Regions from separate parts of the Sus scrofa genome. Here region 2 is linked to region 1. The links are chromatin contacts, called in public Hi-C maps. All regions are on one chromosome and are shown on one strand. Each heading gives the region's core, a stretch centred on a gene start, on an enhancer-like site or on the middle of the called end of the contact. The rest is flanking DNA. Distances are from core to core; before and after follow the strand shown. Region 1 holds the start of TNFSF9 (tumor necrosis factor ligand superfamily member 9). Region 2 holds the start of CRB3 (protein crumbs homolog 3).

Evidence for each region. Hi-C and Micro-C count contacts between places; a contact is called where the count stands out from the background.
Region 2: a contact with region 1 is called in a Hi-C map of epiblast stem cells, with 6 times the contacts expected there. The contact joins the promoter of CRB3 here to the promoter of TNFSF9 in region 1. A contact is called at or near these places in 2 of 47 Hi-C or Micro-C datasets (adipocytes and epiblast stem cells) and 1 of 2 datasets of contacts at active chromatin or transcription factors (alveolar macrophages).

What each region holds. Positions count from the first base shown.
Region 1 is chr2:72,580,627-72,587,790 of Sscrofa11.1, reverse strand. TNFSF9 (tumor necrosis factor ligand superfamily member 9) reads left to right here and starts at 4,957. Exons shown (of 3, transcript XM_003480815.3): 1 at 4,957-5,370; 2 at 6,012-6,060. The coding sequence starts at 5,113.
Region 2 is chr2:72,618,723-72,626,153 of Sscrofa11.1, reverse strand. CRB3 (protein crumbs homolog 3) reads left to right here and starts at 2,888. Exons shown (of 5, transcript XM_003123115.4): 1 at 2,888-3,034; 2 at 3,265-3,440; 3 at 4,137-4,210; 4 at 4,911-5,054; 5 at 5,404-7,431. The coding sequence starts at 3,359. The coding sequence ends at 5,475. It overlaps DENND1C (DENN domain-containing protein 1C), which reads right to left. Exons shown (of 23, transcript XM_003480816.4): 20 at 7,308-7,415; 21 at 7,050-7,117; 22 at 6,704-6,911; 23 at 5,942-6,608. The coding sequence ends at 5,997. It overlaps SLC25A23 (solute carrier family 25 (mitochondrial carrier; phosphate carrier), member 23), which reads right to left and starts at 440. Exons shown (of 10, transcript NM_001246246.1): 1 at 285-440. The coding sequence starts at 440.

The DNA.
Region 1 (7,164 bases), core at 3,708-6,207:
AGATGACTCAACTTCACCAATGGGTTGATTAATGAACTGATGCTATGAGCAAGTGAGCAATAATTTGACCATTTCTCTTTCGATGACTCTTTTGGCTATTTCCATTCTAAACACTGCCTGCCCATCTTTTGGCCCAGATATTTACACTAGTTTTGCTTCCCTGGTGCTTCGACCACAAGATCAACCCCCGCATACCATCCCTCAGGGACACTAAACTGTCAGCCGCCCTGGCAGTGACCATGGCTGGCCGGCTAGCACACCCACCCACGCCACATGCTCTTCCGGCTCCAGATTCTTGACAATTCTACAAGGTGGTTTCTGTGTTAGCCACACTTGACCCACGGGAACATGGGAATCAGGGAGTGGAAGGCATTTGTAAAAGGAATATCATACGACTAAGGATAGGATTTTTAATGACCTTATCATTAGTAAGAAGTGGGATCGGAAGCCAAGTGGTTTGGAGCTTGTGCTATTCCTGTTCCTCAATCAGAAACACACCCATGCATGCATGGACACCCACCCTGCCCTCTTTCCTCCTCCCTGACCACACATCACATTGGAAACACCATTTCAGAGCAGCTGGGTAGGTACACCAACTCCAAGAAGCCTTACTGCATCATCATGCCTTGTTGTGTTTACACAACACCGCAGGTACACTCACATGCAGGGTCTGTGTTTTCCTGGCCTGGATACAGAGCCGAGAAGACTTGGATCCAGCTTTTCCAGAGACTAACTTGGAGAACACAGTTTCTTCTCTCTGTATCAGTTTCCCCCTTCATCACATGTTGACACCCCCTTGGCTGGAGACCAACCTCACTCAATTCTTCCTTTCCTTTTTTCTTCTTTTCTAAGTTCAAGGCCCCCCACTGGGCCCTGTGCCTTCTCACTGCGCACTTCTTTGGCAACCAGGCAATCACGAATGGTCCCTTTCAGACTTTGCCTTTGCTCTGGGGGACACAGAGGAGTCAGGCTGCTGGAAAGTTGATACTGGGAGAGGCCACCTACAGGATAGGGTGCAGCTGGGAACCCAGAGAGAAGTAGGTGAGTTTTGCTAGGAAAAAATCAAGGCATACTTCCTGGAGGAGGTGCCAGTTTGTGGGGCCTTAAGAAGGGCATGGGGGTGTCCTGCCCCCTCATGGCTTCCTGCCCAGCCCCTCCCTTGAGTCCTATGATGGTGATGGTGAGGATTTAGGCCCTGCTCAGAGAGGTGAGGAAAAGCAGGGCCCACACTCATCTCAGGGAGATAGCTGAGCACAGAGGTGCGACTCCACTGAACGTGGGGTGCTAGGCAGCTGATGCTGAGAGCTCCATAGTGGGCGGGGCTGCCTGCCTCAGATGTCCCGACCACAACAATACGTCATGGCGCTCCCTGGCTGCGGCCTGAGTCTTCCCCAGCCTGCTGGGCCTTGTTTCCCCTCCCTGGAGGGGGCGTACAGAACTCTGCTAAGCCCCTTGACGTCATGTCCAGAGAAGTTCAGAACAGTCCCCGTAAGTCCTTGGCTCGGTGATTTCAACATTTGGAGTCAATTTTTAACTTAAAAAAAATTTCTTTTTAAGGCCGCACCCAAGGCATATGGAAGTTCCTGGGCCGGGGATTGAATCTGAGCTGCAGCTGTGGCGATGCTGGATCCTTTAACCCACTGCAAGGGGCCAGAGATTGGGCACCTTTGCAGTGAACTGAGCCGCTGCAGTTGGATTCTTAACCCACTGCACCACAGCAGGAACTCCAGGAATCAGTTTTTTTTTTTTTTGTATTTTTAGGGCCACACCCACAGCATATGGAGGTTCCCAGGCTAGAGGTCTAATCAGAGCTGCTGATGCCGGTCTACACCACAGCCACAGCAATGCCAGATCCGAGCCGCATCTTTGATCTACACCACAGCTCACGGCAATGCTGGATCCTTAACCCACCGATCGAGGCCAGGGATCAAACCCGCAACCTCATGGTTCCTAGTCGGATTCGTTTCTGCTGCACCATGATGGACACTCCGAGGAGTCAGTTTTTGTATGTCCACGTATTGGAATTGTAGAAAAGATTCCGTGATCCAGTTTACCTTGAATGAGCATTTCCATGCGCCTGGTACTGCCTATGGCAAACTTTCAACCAAACCACATTTTGATCTGCACTTATTCTACTTTATCAGATGTGAAAAGCGAGGCTCAGAGAGGTGAAGCAGCTTGCCCAAGATCACACAGCAAGAAATTGGAGAGCTGAAATCCAAGACTCTAGAGCTGGGGCGGCAAATCTTCCTGTGAAACGGGCCAGAGAGAGTAAATATTTTGGGCTTTGTGGGCTAGTCAGTTTCTGCTGTAACTAACTACTCCACTCTGCCATAATATCGCAAAAACCCGCCACAGGTGATATGGAAATGATAGAGTGTGGCTGTGTGCCCATAAAGCTTTACTTGTGAACACTGAAATTTGAATTTCACATAGTTTGCACATATCAGGAAATTTCTTTTAACATTCCCCAGTCACCTCCAAAAGAAAACAAAACATTTGAGTTGATTGACTATGGTTTGTTGACCTCTAGAGCCCATGCTGGTAGTTTCACTCATTCATACATTTTTTTTTTTTTTCTTCTTTCCCTTGCTTTTTATGGCTGCACCCATGGCACATGGGAATTCCCAGGCTAGGGGTCCAACCCAAGCCACAGCTGTAGGCCTACACCACAACTCACAGCAATGCCAGATCCTTAACCCACTGAGCAAGGCCAGGGATCGACGAACTGGCAACCTCATGGTTCCTAGTCAGATGTGCTTCTGCTGTGCCACCACAGGAACTCCCATTCATTCATTCATTCAGTATTTTGAGGCCTGCACTTTTCTAGGTATTGGAGAGAGCACGAAAACACAATGCAAGTGAAGGTGCTTCTCTTTGGGAAATAAGTTTCGTGGGAGAAACAACCATGAGCAAGTAAACAAACAAGACTACTTCACGTGGTGGAAACTGCTGGTGAGGAAATTTCATGAGGTGATGTAACTGGGCCCTAGAGAGAGAGAGAGAGACACTTTCAATTGGATTGTCCGAGATAGTGAGTCTGAATTCCTCTTTTTGTCAGCTCAAGCAGTCCTTGGCTGTGGCCTGCTGTTTGGGGGCTGGGGGTAGGGCTTAATAATAAACAGATTAGCCCGTGGCATGTGAGCTTCTTGGCAGAGCAGTGGGATCTGGAGAGAGCGCTTTGGCCTCAGTATCTTTTTATCTATCTTTCTGTTTGACCAGATGCCTTGGGGAAGGGATCCCACCATCTCTGTTTTTCAGGTCCTGGCTGCTGAGTTGGGGGTGAGGATCTAGGTGGGAAACTCCAGCATTCGCGCTCACGTTTGCTTTACCCATGCTTTTAGCGTGATTTGTCCACCCGCAACTGCACTCCTCCCCCCAGAAACTCTGCCATTTCCGTTATCTGGAGGAAAAAAAAAAAACCTATTGTGTTTCCACCCTGATGGGGAGAAGAGCTGGTATCTCTTTCAGGAATTTCCTTTCAATCAACTCTCCTATTTTAGCTGCCACCCACAACACTCTCTTCTGGGGTTGGCAGGGGGTCACCAACGACCGAGGCTTGGAGTCGTGGTGATGGTGGCATTTCGGCAGAGAAATTATATTTAGCATTCCACCCTGATGGCTTGCCATTTGGGTTTAGGTTTTTAACACCAAAAGTCTCTTAAGTATCAACTGCAGTGGGGGTTTGAGAGATGGTACAAGAAGAAAGCTAGAGTTGAATTCATCCTCTTTACTCAGAAGGACAGCTAGAATCCAGACGGCCATAGATCATTCCAGGCAGAGGGACATCAGGTGCGATGGCAAGTGGCAGAATCTTCTGGAAGGTTCCTTCAGACACTGATGGCAGGGGGCCCGCTCCTAGACTGTCAATAGGTGTCGGTTGAGGTGCTATAAGTTCAGAACTAAGAGGTGATGCTGGTTGGGGCATCACACCTTATAAACCAAACTGCTGGTACAACGGAAAAGGAAGCTTTTAGCACCTGTGTGTCAATAATAGTGTCATGATTGTTCGGCCTCCTAGTTCCCCAGAGAGGCTTAATATGAGATTGAATACAGGGCCTGAAACTGACCCTTGTTCTGTGGAACCCAAACTCCCCCCTACTCCCCATTTCCTGGGCCCCTGGTGGACAGTAGACCACAGAGATCAACCACACATCCCCTCCCCACCTCCCCTCCTCTGTCTACAGGGAGAGTGCGGTCTGGAGAGGGTGAAGAAAAGTTGACTGGTGGCTACCCGGCTGGACTGGGCAGAGCAGGGCTTCTGTGGGAGCCCAGGGCTTTTCTAGGGCTGGCCATCTCTCAATCCAGGGTTGCTTCCTCTTTTGGGGACCGAGTTTTGGCAGCTTCTCTGCTCCTCCTCCCGCCCCCGCCTACACCACGGGAGAGCAAACGGGAAATTTGAGTTTCCTTCGCCTCACTCGAGATTGTCCTTTTCCTACAAGGGGAATTTCTCCACCTGGACTCTCCAACCTTCTGCTTGTGGGGTCTAGGGGGCCGCTGACGGGAAGCGTCTAGGTGGGTGGGGGCAGGCCAGGGACGACCCAGGGGTCCCTAGGAAAGGGGGGCGAGGGTCGAGCATGGCACTTAGGGTTCCACTGGGGGGAGGGGTCTTTTGCTCCGGAGGTGAAGGGGGATAAGGCCTGGCTGTCCTCTGAGCCCCCTGAAGAAGTGCTGGGTTTAGGGGAGCCCTGGGGGAGCCCCAGTGCTGGGGGCCTAGGGAGTGAGAAGAAACTCGGGAGAGAGGCAGAGAGACAGAGAAGCAGAGAGGCCCAGGGAGCTAACTGGGGAGACGAAAGAGAATTAGATAATAGGATTTGGTGGAGCAGGGCTTGGAGGGCGAGAGAGAGAGAGAGAGAGAGAGAGAGAGAGAGAGAGAGAGAGAGAGAGAGAGAGAGAGAGAGAAAGGAGATGGAGAGAGGGAGAGATCTAGGGAAAAGAAAGTTAGGGAAAGTTCTGACCGAAGGTGGAAGGGGCGGGGCGGGGCGGGCGGGAACCAACGTACCCAGCACATCGCTGGGATCCCCGGCGGCCACTCCCCGGAAAGCAGCGCTTCCGGATTGGGTATAAAGTGAGTTGCGCTGGGACCCGGACCGCAGCTGTCCGTCGCCGGCCATGAGCTCCAGCTCCGACGTCGACCAGGACCCCGAGGCCCAGAGGCCTCCCGCGCCCCGAGGCCGAGCTTGCAGCCCCTTGCCCTGGGCCTTGAGCGCCGCGCTGCTAGTGTTCGCAGCCGCCAGCGCCGTCTGCCTGGTGCGCTCCTGGACCGCGCCCGGGGCCCCCGCCGCGCCCGGTCCCGCGCCCAGCCCGCGACTGCCAGAGGGTCCGGAGTTGACGTCCGACGCCCTGGCCGGCTTCCCAGACTATCCACAGGTGAGATGCGGCCCGATCAGGAACCCAGGCGAGACCCCAGTCCCACCCCGGGACCCCTTCTCCATCTAGAGGCCCTCGGCGAGGCTCTTTCTGCACCTCAAGCCGAGGGTGGAGGGACACAACGCCCCCACCCGTCCTCTTTGGACCTCCGAGGGCACCCTTTCTTTATCCAGGACTTCGTGGGGGCACCCCTTCTCTACCTACACGCCGTGAGACCCTATCTGCATCCCGGGCCCCAGAGGGGATCTTTCTCCATCGCGGAGCCCAAGGGGCCTTTTATCTTGAACAGTTGATGGGGCTCCCCCTTTCTTTCCTCATTCCCGGAGAACCTCAATTTTCTCTCGGACCTCTGGGGTATCCGATTTTCCCTGCCGACTCTCCTGTGCCAAGTCTCCCTGGAGGACTCTCTTTTCCCTCCTGAGTTCTCGGGGTGCCGCCCTTGCAGACGGCGGTACTGGGGTAGGGTGTGCGTACCTGTGTGTGTGTGCGCGCTCGCCCCCGCGCGCGCGCTCATTTGGAGCGGGATGGGAACGTAGATTCAAGGCCTGCGCAGATCCTGGGGACCCCGCCGCCTTTCCAGAGGGCTGCGGGTGCGGGAAGGAGGGCCCTCCATCCACTCTCTGCTTTTCCTCTGTCGGCAGGGCATGTTCCAGCAGGATGTTTTCGCGCAGCTGGTGGTGGCGGAGGGTGGTGAGTGACTCCCCACGACATGGGGGGGGTGGGGTTGGAAGGGGAGGGTGGGGGGTGCACCAAGGCGAAGAGCCCCGGGAGAGGGAGGCCTCTTCTCTGACCCAATCTGACCCTCTTTCTCCCCTTTCTCTGAAAAACATCCCCTCTCCTTTTAGAACCTTCTCTGTCACTCTGGGACTCTTCCTCTAAGCCCCATCTGTGCCTACCTCCGACGCCACCCCTCCCCCCCGCCCCGGCCATCAGAGCTGGGGCTGGATCCCACAAATCCCAGCCAGATCGAGTCTCTCCCATTTGGTTCTGGGAGCTCTGGACCGTCCTCCGAAGCCCTGTATTCCCTTCTTCCTTCAGGCCACCCTCCTTCCCAAAGATGTCCCCGCCCACTTCCGGAGACCCTCCTCTCTGCCCCTCCCTCTGCCCCTCCCCCTTCCAGAATCTCTTCCCATCCTCTCTCGGAGACCGCCCCCCTTCGGGACTCTTCTCCCCACACCTTTCCTTCCCGCTTCTGGACCTGTGGCCACCTCCCCACTCCTCCTCGCCTTGGAGTTCCCTCCTTACCCTTCCCACCGCTTCCGCCTTTCCCTTTATCTTTCCTCCGTTTTCTACTTCTCTCCAGGTCAGACCCCTTGTTTCCCCAATCTTTACCCTTGGATTTTTCCTTCTTCCTGACAACCGCCCCCTCCATTCCCTGCCCTCTGGGCTCCAGATCCCCTTTCCTCCTTTCTTCCTCTCTGAGTCCTCTTCTCCATTCTACTCGGTCTCTGCCCCCCCATTCCCCTCAACTCCCCCTCCGTACCCCTTTCTTCCCTAGGAGCGCCCCCTCCCCCATCGTACATTCCCTCTTCTTTCTGGGGTCCCCCCCCTTCTCTTCATCACTCTCCCACTTCTGGAGAGTCTTTCCCCTCCTCTGAAACCCTTTCCTCCCTTCTATCCCCCCCTGCCCCTTTTCCTTCCCCCTCAGCCCCAGCTCCCTTTGGGATGCTCTTCCCTCTCTGAGTCTCCTTCTCTCTCTCAGACACCCTCCCCACTTTTGCCTCCTGTCCTCTCTCCCTCAGAGCACCCCCTACCCTCTCCCCAGGGCTGCACCCCCACCCCCTCAGCCTTGCT
Region 2 (7,431 bases), core at 1,639-4,138, 40 kb before region 1:
CCCATTCCCTGGAGGTCATCCCCCACTCCGACGGAGGAGGCGGGCGAGTTTGGCAGCGGAACTGCAGGCCTGGGGCCTCAGTGGCCCTGTCTTGAGCGAGCCCGTTAAGCCCGGATACGGGCGGGCAGGGGGAAGGGACCGAGACACCCAAGCTGGTCACAGGTCCCGGAGTCCAGCCACAGGCGGTCCAGGGCGGCTCCCGGCGCTCCATTCAGGGGCTCGGGTTACCCGGCTCGGAATGGGCCCCAGCGCGGCGAGCCAGGAGAGGGTCCCAGAGGGGGTACCTGTTGGGCGCCACGGTCCGGGTCACCCGCTCCCAGCCGGGCCAGTCCCTGGCGCAACTCGTGGACATCCACGCGACCATCCTTGTTACTGTCCAGCTCCTCAAAGAGGCGACCCCAGCGCTGACGCCGCTCCGCATCGCCCGGGCCCCCCCGCATGGCGCCAGCCCGGGGGGAGGGGAGGCCCGGCAGCGGCGGCCTCAACGGGGGCTTGACGGCTCCCCCTCTCCCCCCCGGGACCCCGCAGGGCCAGCTCCGCGGCCACTGCTACCTCAGCCTCAGCTCTGCCTGCCGGGCTCCCGCACTTGTAGGAGGTGGTGACTGCTTGCTGTCGCCGCCTGCGCCAGAACTTGCGTCTCCTCCCCCGACCTGCATTTGGGGGAGGGGGCTGGGCGCGGAGCTGTTGCGGGGGGCGGGTGTCAGGGATGCTCTGGTGTTAGCACAGTTTAGGGAGCAACAGGGTTCATTCTGGGAAGGGAGGCTAGAGAGATCATTGATTTCAGATCTGGTTTCTGAGTTCCGCTCCTGCATGCCTCAGTTTACCCTCTGCCCAACGGGGCGAGGTAGGGAGATGTCAGGGAGTGGGTTACGTAATCCTTTTCCACTTGACCTCTCTCCTCTACTAATCCTCTTCTGGAACGAACGTTCTCGCTTTTCCTAGACGTACTCAAGAACCAACTCTGCCCCATCTAGCCCTCCGTCGGCCCGCCGGCTCATTTCACATTCCCCACCCGGCCACAGAAGCCGAAGCCTTGCTCTCCCTCTGTGTTTTCATCTCGACCGCGCGCCTCCTTTCTCGGTCCCACTCAGGCCGGGAAACGGAAGATCAACGCGCGGCGCGGCTGCGGAGTCGGTTTCCTATTGGCCAGAGCGCAGAAGCTGCGCCCGCCTGTCCCGCCTTGCCCACCCATCTAGGCGGGGCCTCCCCTCTGACCCTGGGCTGCCTTGGGCCCCACCGCCCCCGACTCGCCCAAAAGTCTTAAAGGGGCCTTGGCCGGACACCAAGCAGTCTGCTTTCTCCCGACTCTCCTGGTGCAGATCTCAGAGTCCTAGGAGTAGCTGGGGATGAAGACCTTATAGCCGAGCGATGGAGGCGGGGCACCGGTCTGTCGCGCTCGCTGCACCTGCCGAATGTCCCTCCCACTAGTTTCGGGCGCAGTTTCTCGATTCACCATTAGGGGGAGGGGCGCCCAGACCTTTTGAAGGCGAATAATTACAACAATAGCTAACACTGATTCAGTGCGTTGCACAAGCCAGGCCTTTTACTCACTTCTCGAGTCGTCTTCGTCAAATCCCTATAAAGTAGGTGGGTCTGTTTTTCCCAGTACACAGATAAAGAAACAGGAGGGTAAGCCAGTCGCCCCAGTCCACATGATCAGTAAGGGGCAAGGCAGAGCTTTAAGCCGACCTGAGATTTTTACCCATCAATACTCTGTATCCTAGAAGGGATTAATTTTTCCTTAACCATCACTCTTCACTCCAGAGTCCCTAGAAGGGGGTCGTCTTATCACCACCCTTCTTTATCCCAAGATATATGGCCAGTGAGGGTACATATGGTTCCACTAAGCTTCTGCCCAGACAGGTGTGCTCAAACAGGTGTGTCCAAGACAAGCCTTTTATAGAGAGTCCCCTCAGAGATGTTTTTATTCACAGGTGGTTCTTGGAAGGTGCCCTACAATCCGGGGGATACTGATATTTTCCCACGAAGATGCCCTAAACAAGTGTTTTCTCACAGGTACATCCCTGACAGGTAGACGTTAATGCACACGCCCCCCCCACCTTGTGCTTCAGTGAGTGTTCCTCATGCAGACATTCTCAGCTCTTCATCTCAGTCGAGCTCAGTTTTACCCAGCTTCCCCTCATGCAAGTCTCTTTCCTTCACCTCACAGGTATGTTTCTCAACAGGTGTTACACCACCCAGGTATGCATTATATGGCCTACCCTACCACTGATGTGTTCTGTTTAAGTATTCACCCATATGGGGCTTTCCATTGATCTGGGTCCCCTGAAGGTGTACTTAAATGCAGGTGTGTCTCATACAGGTGTCTCTAACATCTTTTCACACAGAAATTTCTCATGCAAGTCTTGTTCATTTCATAGGTGAGCCACCCAGAGGTGTTCTCCAAGCAGATGTAACCGGTGCCAAAGTGCCTCAGCCAGGTGTTTGTTATAATGCAAGTGTGTTCTATACAGCTATTTTCCACACAGCTATGCTTCCATTCAGCTATACTCCAAATAGATAGGATTCAAAGCAGAAGTCTCCAATAGACATTCTTACACATCCGTGCAGATGTTTTCTATACACGTTCACTCCCATGCAGGTGTGTCCCACACAGGTGTTTTTTTCATTAGAGGCCCCCTATCCCGGTCTGTCCCAGACAGGAGTGTCTCCAAGTCTCAGGTGTCTCCACATCTGGATGCTTCTACAGAGGTGCCCTCAGTGCAGGTGGTGGGAGGCCTCTTTTGCACCTGCGCCCTTCCGCCCCTAGTTACTCCCTCCGAATAATAGGATTGGGTTCCCGTTACAGGTGCGTCCGTGGCGCGGCCCCGCCCCTGCTTGGCTCCGCCCTCTCATCTAGGCTCAGGTGCATAAGCCGGAAGTGCGCTCCCCTCCCAGGTAAGTGACTAAACTTTCCGGGTCACGTGAGCGGGCGGAGCTGGAAGAGTCCGACCGAGCACTGACCGACGCACTGAGGGTTCGAGAGAGGGACCGGGACCAGGAACTTGAGTGAGGTTGAAGACGCTCGGGCCAGGTAGGGAGGCAAGTCGCTAGGCTTGGCCTGCCGCCCTTTCCCCCTTTCCTCTCCCCTTTTCCCAGCCCCTGGAACGCGCCGCCGCGAGTTAATCTTTAATCTCTGACCTCTGGCGACGGGGGCGGGGCGGGGCTCCCGGGTGCACGGCGCGGGTCGCCCCTCCCATGGGCCTGCGCCCGGGTCTGGCCCCCTCCCCCACGCCCCGGCCTTTCTCCTTCTTTTGCTCCCAGGTGAGGGGTCGAAGGTATCCCCGGCCGGAGATGCGGTAGGAGTGGTGTGCGCGACAAGCCCCGTCCCTGGTGCCACCAGCTCGTTGCCCGGCCCATGGCGAGCCCCGGTCTGGGGCTGCTCCTGGCGCTCGGCCTGCCGCTGCTGCTGGCCCGCTGGGGCCGGGTCTGGGGGCAAAGTAGGTACCAGCTGGGGTTGCTGGGCTCTGGGGTTAGAAGCGCTGGGTTCCTGGGTCCCTGAGATGTCAGGAACCCAGGAGCTGACACAGAATGCCTTGGGGGGCAGGATTCTACAGGGTCAGGGCTGAGGGGTTAGAATTTCTGAGTTCTTCCTTGGATGGTTAGAGCTGGCCTAGGAGAATTCCTGAGTTGGGCGGAATGGTGAGCTGGGGGAAGAGGCCTGCATGCCTGAGTCTCAGTATGGTTGAAGAGTTTGGGGGACTTGGGAGTCAGGAGGAGGCCTGCCTGGGGCTCCAAGCCCAGGTTGACCATAGGTGTGGACCCTGCCTTTCAGTGAGCCCTCTAGTCCAGTTTCGGGAGCCTTGGGGGAGGTGTGAGTCAGACACTCCAGGGAAAGGCAGGATCCGCCCAGATCCTTAAGGGCAGAGGGAGGGCCGGAGAGGTGGGGTTGGGCTTCCGGACACCATCCATTACAATAGCCCCCAACTCCATGCTAACTGCAAACTTGTTAGCTGATTACTTACTGCTGGTTTGGGGGTGGCCCCTGTGTGGAGGGTACTGACCTAATGGAAGACGCAGAAGTGCAGAGGTCTGATGAGGGGATGCCCAAGGAAGATGCAGACGTCTCAAGATGGAAAGGGTAGATGGAGATTCATTCATCTTCTCTACCCTTTCTCCTCCCTCCCTTCCCACAGCATCAGTCTCCCCTGCAAATGCAAGCAGCTCCTTTACACCCTCCGCCGCCGGCTCTGGCTCCAGTGGGGGCCTGGTGAGTTGGGGTGTACGTGCAGAAGGGCGGCAGGGATGTGTTATTCAGGAGTCCCTCTCTAGCAGGTGGAGGGGCCTAGACTCCCGGAGGTAGCTGGTTAAGTTTTTGTGGAGGAGGGCATTGGAGGACCCTAAGTGGGAGAGACCAGATTCCAGCATGGCAAATGGAGAGGCCAAGAATCCCAGGAAGGGGTGGACAGGAATACCGTACACGGGGACTTCCCACTCTGGCATAGCGGGTTAAGGATCCAACTGCAGCAGCTTGGGTCACTGCTGAGGCCTGGGTTCAATCCCTGGCCCAGTGCAGTGGGTTAAGGATTGGATGTTGCTGCAGCTGTGGCTTGTATTGGATCCCTAGCCCAGGAATTTCAATGTACCTCGGGTGCAGCCATTAAAAAAAAGAGAGAATATCATACATAGCAAGAGTGGGGAGTCAGGAGCCTCATATGCCTCTCATGCAGGGGGTAGGGGGGAGCTAGGAACTAGATGTGGCAGGTGCTTCGGGTGGACCCCAGACATGGCAGATGGGGGAGTCCAGGACCAGATGTGATTGATGGAGATCAGGAATCCTGATAGAGGAACCCCATCAGCAAAAGTGGCAGGTGTGGGGGGAAGGGATTAGGGTTCCCCAGCTGATTCTCAGGTGGGGGTGGACAGGAGACCCAGGTTCAGGTGGGTCACACCTCTCCCCTCTCCCACAGTCTCAGGAGGCCATCACTGCCATCATTGTGGTCTTCTCCCTCCTGGCCGCCCTGCTCCTGGCTGTGGGCCTGGCACTACTGGTGCGGAAGCTTCGGGAAAAGCGGCAGACAGAGGGCACCTACCGGCCCAGCAGTGAGGAGCAGGTGGGTGCCCGAGCTCCACCACCCCCCAACCTCAAGCTGCCGCCTGAGGAGCGGCTCATCTGAACCCTGGGGCTGGCCGCAGCCACCACCACTACCCAGGACTGCCCGGCACTTGCTCACATATGGCAGCCGCCACTGAGACACCAGCCTCTGATGGTTCAGGAGGACCTGGGGGGCCAAGGGGTGCCTGCTGGGCGGGCTCTTCGAAGCATGCCACCTCTGCTTGTCTCTGCCCGCTGTTGGGGTGCCAGGGCTGGGGACCCGCCTCCCCGCTTGCTGCACCACCTTGGCTCAGCCATCTGTCCCCTTGCCACAAAAGCCCAACAACTCCCATCTCCTTTCCTTTCAGTTCTCCCACGCAGCTGAGGCCCGGGCTCCCCAGGACTCCAAGGAGACGGTGCGGGGCTGCCTGCCCATCTAGGTCCCTTTCCTCTATCCATCACCCTTCCTGGCTGTGTTACCTTGGGGGAAGGCAGAGTCCTTTCTGGGCAATCAAACCCGGCCAGGGCTTAAGAATAGAAGGGAAGAAGGTGCTTCAAAGACTCTGCCCTTGAAGGCAAGGGAGAGTGAGGTGGCTTACTTTTTATATATCTCTCTATGTATAATGGGGAGTGCGATATATATAATTAAACCTTTGGAGGGCTGGTGGGGACAGGTATTAGCCTAGGTGAAGGAGACACGTGCAGGGTGCAGAGGCTGTTGAGAGATGAATTGTAAGGTCTGGAGGAACTTAGGGGCTGGGAGGGCTTCCTGGAAGGGAGGAGGGGCTTTTAGCTGCACCCAAGAGTCAGCTGGAGGCTGCCTCAGCAGGAAAGGTGTGTGTGTGTGGGGGGGCGGTTTCTGAGCAGAAAGAAGGCTCCCAGATAAACCCACCAGGAAAAACCAGCTTTGGGATCTTGGCGGCTTTATTGAGGGGCTGGATTCTCCTCCAGACCCTGATCCTTAAGCTTCAAAACACTTTTTAAGCTCAGAGACTCTGGGCCGGCTCCTGGTTGCAGGCTCTTGCCAAGTGCTAGCAGGGCGTCCGGGGCCTCCCAGCTCCTTGGGGGGCTGGAGGTGAGTGTGCTCCACTTGCAGGACCTCAGAAGGCTGGGCTCTGGGATTCTCTGGGGAACCAGGATCCGAGGAAGAATCAAGGGGTTGGGATGTCCAGGTCGTATCTGAGTTGGGCTTGGTGGGGACCGGACGTTGAGGGCTTTCTGGAGGGTGGGGCTGGGTGGAGAGCTGGGAGCTGGGGTTCTCCTGGGCTATGGGGTCTTCGCTTGCCTTGTGGGGAGGGGAGAGGTGGAGGGTTAGAGACTGGGGCTCTGTGAGGGAGGATACGGAGTCCCCTTTGCTGCTGGGGTCTGCAGAAGCTGTTGAAGGCCCTGATGGAGAAGCGATTTCTCCGCTGGCCTCTGGGGGCAGCTGGGAAATGGGGTGTTCTGAGGAGGTCCCGGCATCCAAAAGCTGGGGGGTGTGCAGAGATGGCGGGCTGACAGGCAGGGACAAGGGCCGGGGCTCTGGTGGTGTCTCGTCATCTGCTTGCCATCTTGGTCTTCCTGATAGGTCAGGCTGGGTCGGGGTGGGGAGAGAAGTTGCCGTCCTGGAGGTGGAGGAGAGGCTGGCAAGGTGGATGGGCAAATGGAGAAGGACAAGGGGGCTCTCACCAGGCTGAAGCAGCTGTCCGGGTCCCCTCTGTGGCAGCAATCTAAACTCTGGCTGGGCCGCAGGCTGCTGGTCCTTGTGGCTCTGGTGCTCAGACTGTCCAGAATCTCGCTCAGCAAATCCAGTTCTTCTCCAGAGCCCAGAAAGCTGCCGTCCAGAGCTTCCTCTGCCCATGGTTCCTGGGCATCCCCAGGACTCAGAGGGGGTGTCCTGGGTGAGGATGGGTGGCCTCAGATATCTGCCCAAGACTGGCTACTCTGAAGGGTCTGGAGTTTGGGGACCAACTTCCTCATCAGTCCTGGACCCCCATTTCCAACACTGCCTCCTCCCCTTGCTTTGGAGCCTTACCCCTCCCCGAGGGATTCAGAAGGTCTCTCTTCCAGCCGGAGTCTCCTGCTGGGCCGAAGGGGCCGGTTCTGCAAAGGACAGATTTGGGCGGTGGGGGTGGGGCCTCAGGATTGGGGGTTGTGTGAAAGGAGGGTGAATGGGTGAAGTGGGCACCCCATTTTGGGGTAGACGAGATGTCTGGATGGAGATGGGGGATGGAGGAGGACCTGGTGATAGTTCCAGGTGTGTGCATTGGTGATGGGGGCAGGGGCTTCTCACCTGTCCAAAGTGCTGGGTGATGGGCAGCCGCTGCTGCAGGCGATCTGATCGGCTGGTGAGGGAAGGGGTCCTCAGGGAGCCCCCCCTCTGCAGGCCAGAGTCCCCATCCTAGGAACAAGGTGGG